Regions from separate parts of the Mus musculus genome. Here region 2 is linked to region 1. The links are chromatin contacts, called in public HiChIP or PLAC-seq maps. All regions are on one chromosome and are shown on one strand. Each heading gives the region's core, a stretch centred on a gene start, on an enhancer-like site or on the middle of the called end of the contact. The rest is flanking DNA. Distances are from core to core; before and after follow the strand shown.

Region 1 (5,558 bases), core at 1,154-3,653:
ACTGGTAATCAGAATGGTTTGGGGAGTGCTGGAAAGGGGACACAGGAGTGTGTACAGTGCAGGCCAGGGAGGAAGTTGTGCACACCGCCCTCTTACACACACACACAGGTGCTAAGGGACTTGCAGGAACCCGAGTAAAACCACTGCACTGTATCAACACCTGTGCCTGTATCTTCGAGGCTCTTCCCCACTTCTTCCTCTATAAGTTTCAGTGTCTCTGGATTTATGTGAAATTCCTTGATCCACTTAGACTTGAGCTTTGTACAAGGAAATAAGAATGGATCAATTTACATTCTTCTACATGATAACCGCCAGTTGAGCCAGCACCATTTGTTGAAAATGCTGTCTTTTTTCCACTGGATGGTTTTAGCTCCTTTGTAAAAGATCAAGTGACCATAGGTATGTGGGTTCATTTCTGGGTCTTCAATTCTATTCCACTGATCTCTGTCTGTCTCTGTATCAGTACCATGCAGTTTTGTTTTGGTTTGGTTTGGTTTGGTTTTTGGAGCCAGGGTTTCTCTGTATAGCCCTAGCTGTCCTGGAACTCACTCTTCAGACCAGGCTGGCCTCAAAACTCAGAAATCCGCCTGCCTCTGCCTCCCAAGTGCTGGGATTAAAGGCGTGCGCCACCAATGCCCGGCTACCATGCAGTTTTTAATCACAATTGCTCTGTAGTACAGCTTGAGGTCAGGCATGGTGATTCCACCAGAGTTTCTTTTACTGTTGAGAATAGTTTTTGCTACCCTAGTTTTTTTGGTTATTCCAGATGAATTTGCAAGTTGCCCTTTCTAACTCAATGAAGAACTGAGTTGGAATTTTGATGGGGATTGCATTGAACCTGTAGATTGCTTTCCACAAGATAGTCATTTTGACTATATTAATCCTGCCAATCCATGAGCATGGGAGATCTTTCCATCTTCTGAGATCATCTTCGATTTCTTTCTTCAGAGACTTAAAGTTGTTATCATACAGATCTTTCACTTCCTTAGTTAGAGTCACACCAAGGTATTTTATATTATTTGCGACTATTCTCTCAGCCTGTTTATCCTTTGTGTAGAGAAAGACCACTGATTTGTTTGAGTTAATTTTATATCCAGCTACTTCACTGAAGTTGTTTATCTGTGGAATATTTAGGAGTTTTCTGGTGGAATATTTAGGGTCACTTATATATACTATATTAAATAGGTAGGGAGAAAGTGGACAGCCTTGTCTAGTCCCTGATTTTAGTGGGATTGCTTCAAGTTTTCTACTTTTCTGAGACTGACACATGATAACATAATCACTACCTCCATTTAAGTTACGGGACACCTTACAGTAAAGTTTTATAGTGTTATCATTGGGTGACTCTAGGTAAAGGGAGTATGAGATTCATTTATTTTTTAAATTGCAAGTCAGTCTACAGATAACCCAGTAAAAATTTCAATAAGAGATAGTGAAACTCTAACTTTGACATGGCTTAGGCATCAGGGTAGGGGTTAGTTAGACAAGAGTTTGAGGCTGTAGCAATAGATGACTGGTACAGGCTGTAATAGTTTCATGAAATCTGTTACTTTAGCTTTATAAGAAAAGACTAATTGGGAACATATCTGATGCTAACAAGAGTGATAGTATTAGTTTAGTACAGTATTTTTGCTTAGTTTGTTTGCATTTAACCATATAGTTCTCAATAACACGTAACAATTATCCCTTCAACCGGCTAAAAGAAATGGGAGACAAACGCCAAACACAGAAGAAATAGCATTAACAAAGTGTCTTAGTCAGGGTTTCTATTCCTGCACAAACATCATGACCAAGAAGCAAGTTGGGGAGGAAAGGGTTTATTCGGCTTACACTTCCATACTGCATTCATCACCAAGGAAGTCAGGACTGGAACTCAAGCAGGTCAGGAAGTAGGAGCTGATGCAGAGGCCATGGAGGGATGTTCTTTACTGACTTGCTTCCCCTGGCTTGCTCAGCCTGCTCTCTTATAGAACCAAGACTGCCAGCCCAGAGATGGTCCCACCCACAAGGGGCCTTTCCCCCTTGATCACTAACTGAGAAAATGCCCTACAGCTGGATCTCATGGAGGCATTTCCTCAACTGAAGCTCCTTTCTCTGTGATAACTCCAGCTGTGTCAAGTTGACACAAAACTAGCCAGTACACAAAGATATACTTTCGCTGCATTTTAGCAACCTTGACATTGAAGTACATTTTAAAATTGGCAGCATATTTTTTCTTTAGTGACATACAAAGAATGGGTCATTTAAAATCAATTTTCAATTAGTTGAAACAAATGATGTTCATACCACTGAGTTCAAATTAGCTGCATTTCAAACTAAACAACTGCTTGCAGTGTATGATGTGTAGACCTTGAGAATGAGCACATCTATCCTAACACTGTATATCCATTATGAAAAGGAGGCGAGATCCCTACAAGCAACAGAGCAACTTCTGCCAAGGCAACTTAGCAGGCAAGCAGCCAGCCACACAGCATTCCCAGAATGCCCACTGTATCTCTGCACTGTGACCTACCTACCTACCTACCTCCCCCACCCCCCACCTTAACAAAGGGAAGGCAAAAACAAAAGAAAGCAGAGCTCCAACCTGGCAGGGGAGCAAGCCTCCTTCCCACCTGCTTTCTTAACTTTTTATTGATTCTTTGTGAATTTCATGGTCCTGAAAACTGTAGTCACTGTTTCCAGTGTAGAAACTGTAGTACCACTGTGAGTCATACTGTGTCACAGTGTGATAGTGTGTCTCAGTGTGTCCACAGTACACCCTTTGTCCACACATCTTTACTTGCAAATGTTCACTGCAGTGAGTCACTGGTCTAGTTTGTGGCCTCTGACTTCTGCTACACTGTTAATACTGGATCCTCATCAGGACTCCTCAATTACCCTGTTGTTGCCCGTGTCATGGAGGTCCTGCAGCTTTGGATCTGCGGGGCTGGCCTCTTTGTGTACTCCAGCAGTTCATCAGTGGGGCAGATGCTTTGAGTTGGGTGGGCCAACTCAAAGCCCTGATCTCTGCCTAGGTGGGAGCTGAGTTGGCAAGGCTGCCAGTTCTCCCGAATCTTGGTACAGAATCTTGACTGGGGAGTGGGGGATCCTGGAGATTGAACCTGGGGCTTTGTGCAGGCCAAGGATTCTATCACTGAGTCAGGTGATATTTAAAATAACTTATTTTCCAATTTTGCCTGTAATCACAAGTAGCAAGGCAATTAAAATTTGACAATACCAAGAAGGCACAGTAGAAATTTCGGGTGGGGGCTGGTGAGATGGCTCAGTGGGTAAGAGCACCCGACTGCTCTTCCGAAGGTCCAGAGTTCAAATCCCAGCAACCACATGGTGGCTCACAACCATCTGTAACGAGATCTGACTCCCTCTTCTGGAGTGTCTGAAGACAGCTACAGTGTACTTACATATAATAAATAAATAAATCTTTAAAAAAAAAAAGAAAAAAGAAAAAAGAAATTCCGGGTGGAACATATGGGAAATCTTCTTAAAAGAAAATATGACCTTCCTCCCTTCTACATGGACCATAAAAATAAAGTCAACCAGCCAGTTGGCTCCCAATGGCCTGGTAAGAAATAGCCCACTACAAGGCCCGTGTGTTAATGGCTTGGTCCTCACCTGGTGAATTGACTAAGGAGTGATTGGACAATGAAGACTGACCTGACCTAATCAGCAGATCAGACTCACCACAACTAATGGAATCATAACTTGACAGCGCTGTTGGGAGGAGGTGGACACTAAGTTGGGGGCTCAGAAAGCAAGCTGGCAAGGAGCCCTTTAGGGGATATGCTGATCCTGGATCCCTTCTGTCCCTCTGCTTCCCAACTGCCTGTGCTGAGCAGTGTCCTCGTTATGCCCATATACCATATCTCCGCTGTGCTGCAGACCAAACAGAAAGGCTGTTCGTCACGAATCAAGACCTCTGAAGCTATGAGCCAAAGTAAATCCTTCCTCCCCTGGGGTGGTTTCTGTCCCAGCCACAGAAACTAACACGTGGCAGGCACCATGACACTGCAGGTGAAGTACCTGCTACCAAGTCTGATGACTAACAATCTGATCCCTAGGTGGAAGAAGACCGACTCCTACAAACTGTCTCCTGACCTTTACACATGAACCATAACATGTGCTATATCCACAATTTAAATAAAATATCAAATGTAATAAATATCTAAATAAAAAGGATCAACATATAAAGGCTCCTCAAAAACCTTAGATTAGAAGAAAGGGGCACCTCTAAAGGAAGCTAATAGGTTGTCATGTATAGACTCCCTCTCATGCCGCACAACTCAGGTGGGGACTTGCTCAAGTGTCTCCAAAAAGTTCTTCTTCCTCTTTCACAACTCGTTAAGATGGATTTTATACACCTTCTGCTTTAGCTTATCTTAAACTGTAACTAAGAAAGCTCACATCCTAAGGTAGAGTGGTCAGGGCCGGCCAGCCGGCCTGCCCCCCTCCCTCCCTCCCTCCCTCCCTCCCTCCCTCCCTCCCTCCCTCCCTCCCTCCCTCCATTAGAAAGTAAAAATCCAAGCCAGGCAGTGGTGGTACACACCTTTAATCCCAGCACTCAGAAGGCAAAGGTAGGTGGATGCCTGAGTTCCAGGACAGCCCAGGATACAGAGACACCCTGTCTCTGAAACAAAACAAAGCACATAAACAAAAACAAACAACCTATAAAATCCGAATTCTGCTATGGATTAGCCTTTCTCTTGTCAAAGAGGCTCAATTACTGACTAGTTAGCTAACTTTTTCTTCAAAATGACATTGTGTCAATTTAATGTGGCTTTGTACTTTAAACACTAATCAATAGCCTGAATCACAATTACTGGCTTTCGGACTTAATTGTGTATCATACACTTAAGGAGAAATCTGACAGAAACTATTATGGACAAAACTTTTATTAATATAACTAGCACTTTTCTTTTTTGAGGATCTATTTTTTATGTATATGAGTGCCTTTGCCTGTCTGTCTGTCTGTCTGTCTGTGCATCATGTGTGTGCCTGGTGCTCATGGAAGCCCGAAGGTATCAAATCTCTTAAGAGTTACAGAGATGGTTGCAAGCCACCTGTGGATACTGGTATGATCTCAAAAAAAAAAAAAAAATAATAATAATAAAAGCAAATAAAAGCCAGGCGTGGTGGCGCCTTTAATCCCAGCACTTGGGAGGCAGAGGCAGGCAGATTTCTGAGTTTGAGGCCAGCCTGGTCTACAGTGAGTTCCAGGACAGCCAGGGCTACACAGAGAAACCTTGTCTCAAAGGGAGGAAAAAAAAAAAAAAAAAAAAAAAAAAAAGCAAATAAAAATCACTCACACACATAAAACAAGTATCTTTTGTTTTATGATTTATTTATTTATTTTATGTATGTGAGTACATTGAATTTTAGGACCTCTGCTCGCTCTGGTCGGCCCCACTCCCTCGGGCCCAGATTTCTTTATTATTGTATGTAAGTACACTGTAACTGACTTCAGACACACCAGAAGAGGGCGTCAGATCTCATTGTGGGTGGTTTGTGAGCTACCATGTGGGATTTCAACTTAGGACCTTCAGAAGAACAGTCAGTGTTCT
Region 2 (5,813 bases), core at 572-3,071, 160 kb before region 1:
AGACTATCAGAGGAGGATTTAATAAAGGGACGATTTACAAGGTTTTGGGAGGGCACAAGGAAACCGTATGATTGATACAATGTTCAAGGAGGTAGAAAGAGCCTGCCACCGCTCGAAGATGTGACAGCGGAGGAGGAAGTTACAGAACCCAGAAAGGGAGGATTCTGGGAGCCAGGCTCTTTTCTTTCTTTCTTTCTTTCTTTCTTTCTTTCTTTCTTTCTTTCTTTCTTTCTTTCTTTCTTTCTTTCTTTCTTTCTTCCTTCCTTCCTTCCTTCCTTCCTTTCTTTCTTTCTTTCTTTCTTTCTTTCTTTCTTTCTTTCTTTCTTTCTTTCTTTCTTTCTTTCTTTCGAGACAGGGTTTCTCTGTGTAGCCCTGGCTGTCCTGGTACTCACTCTGTACACCAGGCTAGCCTCGAACTCAGAAATCTGCCTGCCTCTGCCTCCCGAGTGGCCAGGCTCCTTTGAAGAGGGGGCAACCTTCTATCCAAAGACTCTGCCAACCCGAGGCAGGGAAGGAGCTGGGGATACTGAACCACTACCTTTATCCTCTGCTCTGTCTTCTGCTGCTCCCAAGAGCCGGAGGGCGAGGGAGGGCAAGGGAGCAAAACCGAGGACAGAATAGTATGAAGAAGAATAGGAAAGTGAGAGGGTACCAAGATGTCGCCATAGGTGATAGCTATTGCTGACCAGAGTTTGGTTGCTGGTGCCCTGACACATGGTAGAAGGGAAGGACCAACTAACACACACTAACACACACACACACACACACACACACACACACACACACAGAGAGAGAGAGAGAGAGAGAGAGAGAGATCCCCTAGCCTCTAAAGCACTTTCTAGAGTTCAGAATAGAAATAGTAAGATGACCCCCACTGGTTCTGAGATCAGATGTTACTTCCCTAAAAGCAAGCGAGAGAGGTCAGACAGAGCAGGCAGGTTCTGAAGCTGGGGTTGGGGGTGCCAATTATGTTCCATTCTATGGCTGTGCCCTTTGGGTACCGGCGGAATGGTCATTTCTCAAGCAGAGAAGCCAGAAAGGTTTGCCAGCACAATTTTGGAAATAGACTCGTTTTTATGAATGGAGTGAATTATGGTTTTGCATGGATTTATTTCGCGGCGGGTGGGTATGTGCCCTTATGGAGGTCAGAGGACTGTTAGCTGAAGTTGGTTCTTTTCTTCTACCACGTGGCTCACCGCGTTGCGGCCCAGGAGCTGCTGTTACCATCTGAGCTGACTCTGTGAGTCCTGGGCTCCTTTTTTCTGAGCCTGTGAAATCACTCCCCTTCCTTGATGAATCCTCCAGGAAGAGGAGGGGACTGGTCTCCTTTGGGGCCATGACTTTGACAAACAAATCAATTCGTTCCCATTTGTCTCCCTTTTGAAAACAAGCAATCCTCCCGCGTTACATAATCGAATCTTCATGGCTCGCTGGTCTGTTCTGTGTCCTCTTGAGGAATCGGCAGATGGTGCTAAGGCAGAGACCCGCGCGCGCACGCCTCGCCAGCCTCCCGACAGAGCCGCTCACAGTGTCGTCTGCCTCAGCTGTGGGGTCCCTCGCTGCCCTTTGTTTCCTCTGGATCAGTTTGCACTTTCTCATTCCTTTAGGCGCCGCTGGCTTCTTGCCTCCAGCGACCATTCCAAGATTAATTGAAAATGCTGAAAGCCGATAAAATTAAAAGAGAGAGAGAGAGAGAGAGAGAGAGAGAGAGAGAGAGAGAACAGAAAGTGAAGTCGAAAGGGCTCCCCCACCCCACCCCGACCCCTCAAGAGCCCTCCTCCGTTTTAGCTACAGACTTCTACATCCAGCCTGGACCCTGTGTAGTCTGTATTGTTAAATTAGAACGAGGATGGAAACGGGACTGCCCAGACTCAGAGGGTAGGGAGATCTGCCCAGTGACATGGTATCTCAAAAGTGTACCCCAGAGCAAGTCACATCCTCGTAGAAATGATTGTTCCCTAGATAGGGTGGTTCCCTTAGACCAGTTCTGTCACCTTTGCTTGGGAAAAATGATGTCATGCATGACTCTGTAGGGTGGAGAGCCTCCCCAGCTAGGCCCTCAGACGGAAGGAAGCACAGTATTTGGATGCTCTTGCAGAGGCACGGCGGTTTATGCCGGCTCTCAGAAGCAAAGGCGCTTAGCTTTGTGCGAGTTTGAATACGAAATAGTCCTTGCCCAGAGGTAAACCCACCTTGGAGAACTCCAGGTGCCTCACCTGGTGGCTACTTCAGTCTGGTGAGAGGCTCCCGTTCTGGGAAATTTAAAGGCTCTCTGCTTTTCCGTGTGGTGCCGTGGGCTTCTTTGTTACCAAACCCACTTTGTTTGCAAGCCATGCAGAACCGCTAAGTAGGACTGCTTGATGCGGGGCCAGGCACAGCTCCAAGCGCCACAGATGTAACCGCCCTGTTCCCAGACCGCAATGTTGGCTGACTCTGATCATGGGCGGAAACTTCCGGTGATTAAAGGATAGAACTCTCCTGACCAGGACAAAAAAAAAAAAAAAAAAAAACCAAACCGTAGCTGGTTCCTGAAGGTCATCTGTCCATTGATCGATCGTTACAGGCCACTCAGGGTCCTGGCTGTGTATACAAAGGAAATGGTCTGTCTGAGGGAGAAAAACGGCTAGGCAGGCTGGTCTTCGAATGACCATCCATCCTCTACTGAATCTGCGCATCGGAGATGAATTCTTTTTCATTTAAGGATAATCTTGAACTCCTGATCCTGCTGCCTCTTCGTAAGGGACGTTGGGGTTACAGGCATGCACAGTATGACACCCAGACTTACATAGGCTGGTGCTGAACCCACCAGGATTTAGTGCATGCTAGGCACTCACTCTACCTACTGAGCTACATTGCAACCCCTAAGAATAATTAGAATTTTCAATAAAGCTCTTAAACAAAACAAAACAAAACAAAACAAAACAAAACAAAACAAAACAAAAACAGAGCCGGGCGTGGTGGCGCACGCCTTTAATCCTAGCACTTGGGAGGCAGAGGCAGGTAGATTTCTGAGTTCGAGGCCAGCCTGGTCTATAAAGTGAGTTCCAGGATAGCCAGGGCTACACAGAGAAACCCTGTCTCTAAAACAAACAAACAAACAACAAACAAATAAAAACAAAAAACCCCAAAACACAAAACAAAACAAAAAACCAGGGTCTCTCATGTAGCTCAGGCTGACTTTGAACTTGTTATATAGCCAAGGATGACCTTGGATTATCAATCCTCCCACTTCTACCTCCCAAATGCTGGCCTTACAGGTGTGCCCTACCACCCCCACTTTCATTTTGATTCTTTTTATTTGTTACTCTCTCACTCCTTAGTGAGAGCTGATAAGACAGCTCAGAGAGTAAACCTACCCGCAGAGAAGCTTAACAACCTGTTTGATTCCCAAGACACTCATGGTGGAGAGAACCGGCCCGCGAAAGTTGACCTCTGACCGCTCTACACCATGGCACATGCTCGTGCGTACCACATACACACTAAATAAATAAACGTAATAGATTTAAAAATGAGTGTTAGGGATGGAGAATGGCTTGGGAGTTGAGAACACTGGCTGCTCTTCCAGAGGACCCAGGTTCAATTCCCAATACCTTCACAACAGCTCACAGCTGTCTATGGCTCCAGCTCCAGGGGATCTGAGACCCTCACACCTGCCCACATACAGACAGAACACTAATACAAATGAAATACAAAAGTCACCAGGGGGCTGGAGCGATGGCTCAGTGGTTAAGAGCACTGACTGCTCTTCCAGAGGTCCTGAGTTCAATTCCCAGCAACCACGTGGTGGCTCACAACCATCTGTAATGGGATCTGATGCCCTCTTCTGGTGTGTCTGAAGACAGCTACAGTGTACTTAGATATAACAATAAATAAATCTTTTTTTGATGTTGTTGTTTTGGTTTGGTTTTGGTTTTTGAGACAGGGTTTCTCTGTATAGCCCTGGCTGTCCTGGAACTCACTTTGTAGACCAGGCTGGCCTCGAACTCGGAAATCTGCCTGCCTCTGCCTCCCGAGTGCTGGGATTAAGGGCGTGTGCCACCACGCCTGGCTAAATCTTTTTTTTTAAAGTATAAAACAACAACAACAACACCAAAAGTCGCCAGGTTACAAAGCACATCTGCCCTAGCTCTGGGCAGAAAATGGGTTTTTCATTCCTTCCCTTGAAGGAACAACCAAAGGAACGACCCTGGGTGCATGACATTCTGGGTTCCTCTAGTGTGTGTGTATAAACACAAAGACCTCCATGCTCCCTAAGATAAATAAATAAACGCAGAAACAAACACTCACATATAATGAAAGCAAAGCAATCAATACTCAGCATGTGACGGAATTCCTCTCTCTTTAGTAAGACTTTTTTCCTTAAGCATGGAAACAAAAAACAGGCTTCTCTCTCCTTCATCCATGTAACAAATGAGTTCTAATGCCGCCATTTTGAAAACCATAGTTTGAGCCGGGCAGTGGTGGCACACGCCTTTAATCCCAGCACTTGGGAGGCAGAGGCAGGTGGATTTCTGAGTTCGAGGCCAGCCTGGTCTACAAAGTGAGTTCCAGGACAGCCAGGGCTATACAGAGAATTCCTATTTCAAAAAAAGACTAAAAAGAGAAAATCATAGTTTATATTCTTAGGCTGTTTCAGTAGTCTGTTCTTGTCAGTATCGATTATTTTTGCTCAACCTCTCTTGCTTTTTTGTGGTTTCTATTGAATTATTTACATATGGTGGTGTGCTTGGCCTTAAATGCGCCATTTGGTTTTGACCCAAATATGCATTCTTATAGCCTCACGCTCTTTTTCATTTTACTTGGAAAATCTTGAAATCCTCTTAAGGAATGAACGCTGATGGCCAATGGCAGATTTTTGGAAGGAATCCTCTATTTAGTACATCGACCGTCCCCTCCGCCTCCCAGGAGAAAATTGTCCTGTGTTCATCAAATGACCTCAGAGGACTTAGAGTCCTGAGAACAGTTTGTAATCCCAGATTTCTGAAACCTAACAGAGAGATTTGTGTGATCTGAAAACAAGGGGGAGATTAAGACCAGAATTTGATTCTGACAACAGAAAAGAAGCAAGCAGAGATGAGGCCTCCCAGAGAATTAATCCAGGCCCCACCGTGTAAGCGCTGGGCAGCCTTGCAAGATAGCAGCAGCCACTGGTCGTCTCTGAAGGAACTGGCTAGCTGCAGGTCATCACACAGCGGTGTTCCAAGAGAGATGGGCACATGACCACATCGGGAAATGGGGCCTTCTCCCTGCCAAACTCCTTTGCAAGTTTTCTTGAGTCGCCAAACGCAATTCTTCTCTATGGATGCCATGGTCCTGCCCCTCTCTCCCCTGTCTCAGTGCCCTTGCATGGTGAGGATGTTTCTTTCCAGAAGTCCTAAAGCAGTTTTCCTTCTGCACATTTCTCACCTGGTGGGTCTCACAGTCAAATGGCAGAGCAACATGTAATCAGTTAACAGTTATAACACGGTAACACCTAAAGGAGTACGCAAGGCCTCATGGGAAAGTACTTTGAAAGCTGGAGAGGGGCCAGGCATGGTTGCATACGCCTTTAATCCCAGCACTTGGGAGGCAGAGGCAGGCGGATTTCTGAGTTTGAGGCCAGCCTGGTCTACAGAGTGAGTTCCAGGACAGCCAGAGCTACACAGAGAAACCCTGTCTCAAAAAAAAAAACCAAAAAAAAGAAAGAAAAAAGAAAAAAGAAAATGATTTCTACATGGTAGGGTACTTCATAGTAACGACATTTTCATTTCACCTCCCCATGGGTGAGGTAAGTCATCTTCTCTTTATTTGTACACCCACACTTTCCTATGCCA

What was found. HiChIP or PLAC-seq counts read pairs in DNA pulled down with a chosen protein or histone mark.
Region 2: a FOXA1 HiChIP or PLAC-seq map of pancreatic cancer cells shows a contact between it and region 1. The contact joins two enhancer-like sites. A contact is called at or near these places in 4 of 39 promoter capture datasets (the C10 cell line, cranial neural crest, frontonasal cranial neural crest and 1 more), 1 of 115 datasets of contacts at active chromatin or transcription factors (pancreatic cancer cells) and 2 of 9 other capture datasets (liver and pancreatic islet).

The regions. Positions count from the first base shown.
Region 1 is chr5:115,042,551-115,048,108 of GRCm38.p6, reverse strand. The region is part of intron 1 of Sppl3 (signal peptide peptidase 3); the gene reads right to left. Among named protein-coding and RNA genes, the nearest start is that of Sppl3, 34 kb to the right of the region's middle. Within about 2 kb of position 2,403, at least 28 of the 459 cell types and tissues checked have an H3K27ac peak or open chromatin away from gene starts, as enhancers often do. A contact at or near this core is called in pancreatic cancer cells, where this site is marked.
Region 2 is chr5:115,200,534-115,206,346 of GRCm38.p6, reverse strand. It overlaps Gm35515 (a long non-coding RNA gene), which reads right to left. Exons shown (of 3, transcript XR_387599.4): 2 at 2,193-2,478; 3 at 1,091-1,658. Among named protein-coding and RNA genes, the nearest start is that of Cabp1, 9.1 kb to the right of the region's middle. Within about 2 kb of position 1,821, at least 103 of the 459 cell types and tissues checked have an H3K27ac peak or open chromatin away from gene starts, as enhancers often do. A contact at or near this core is called in pancreatic cancer cells, where this site is marked.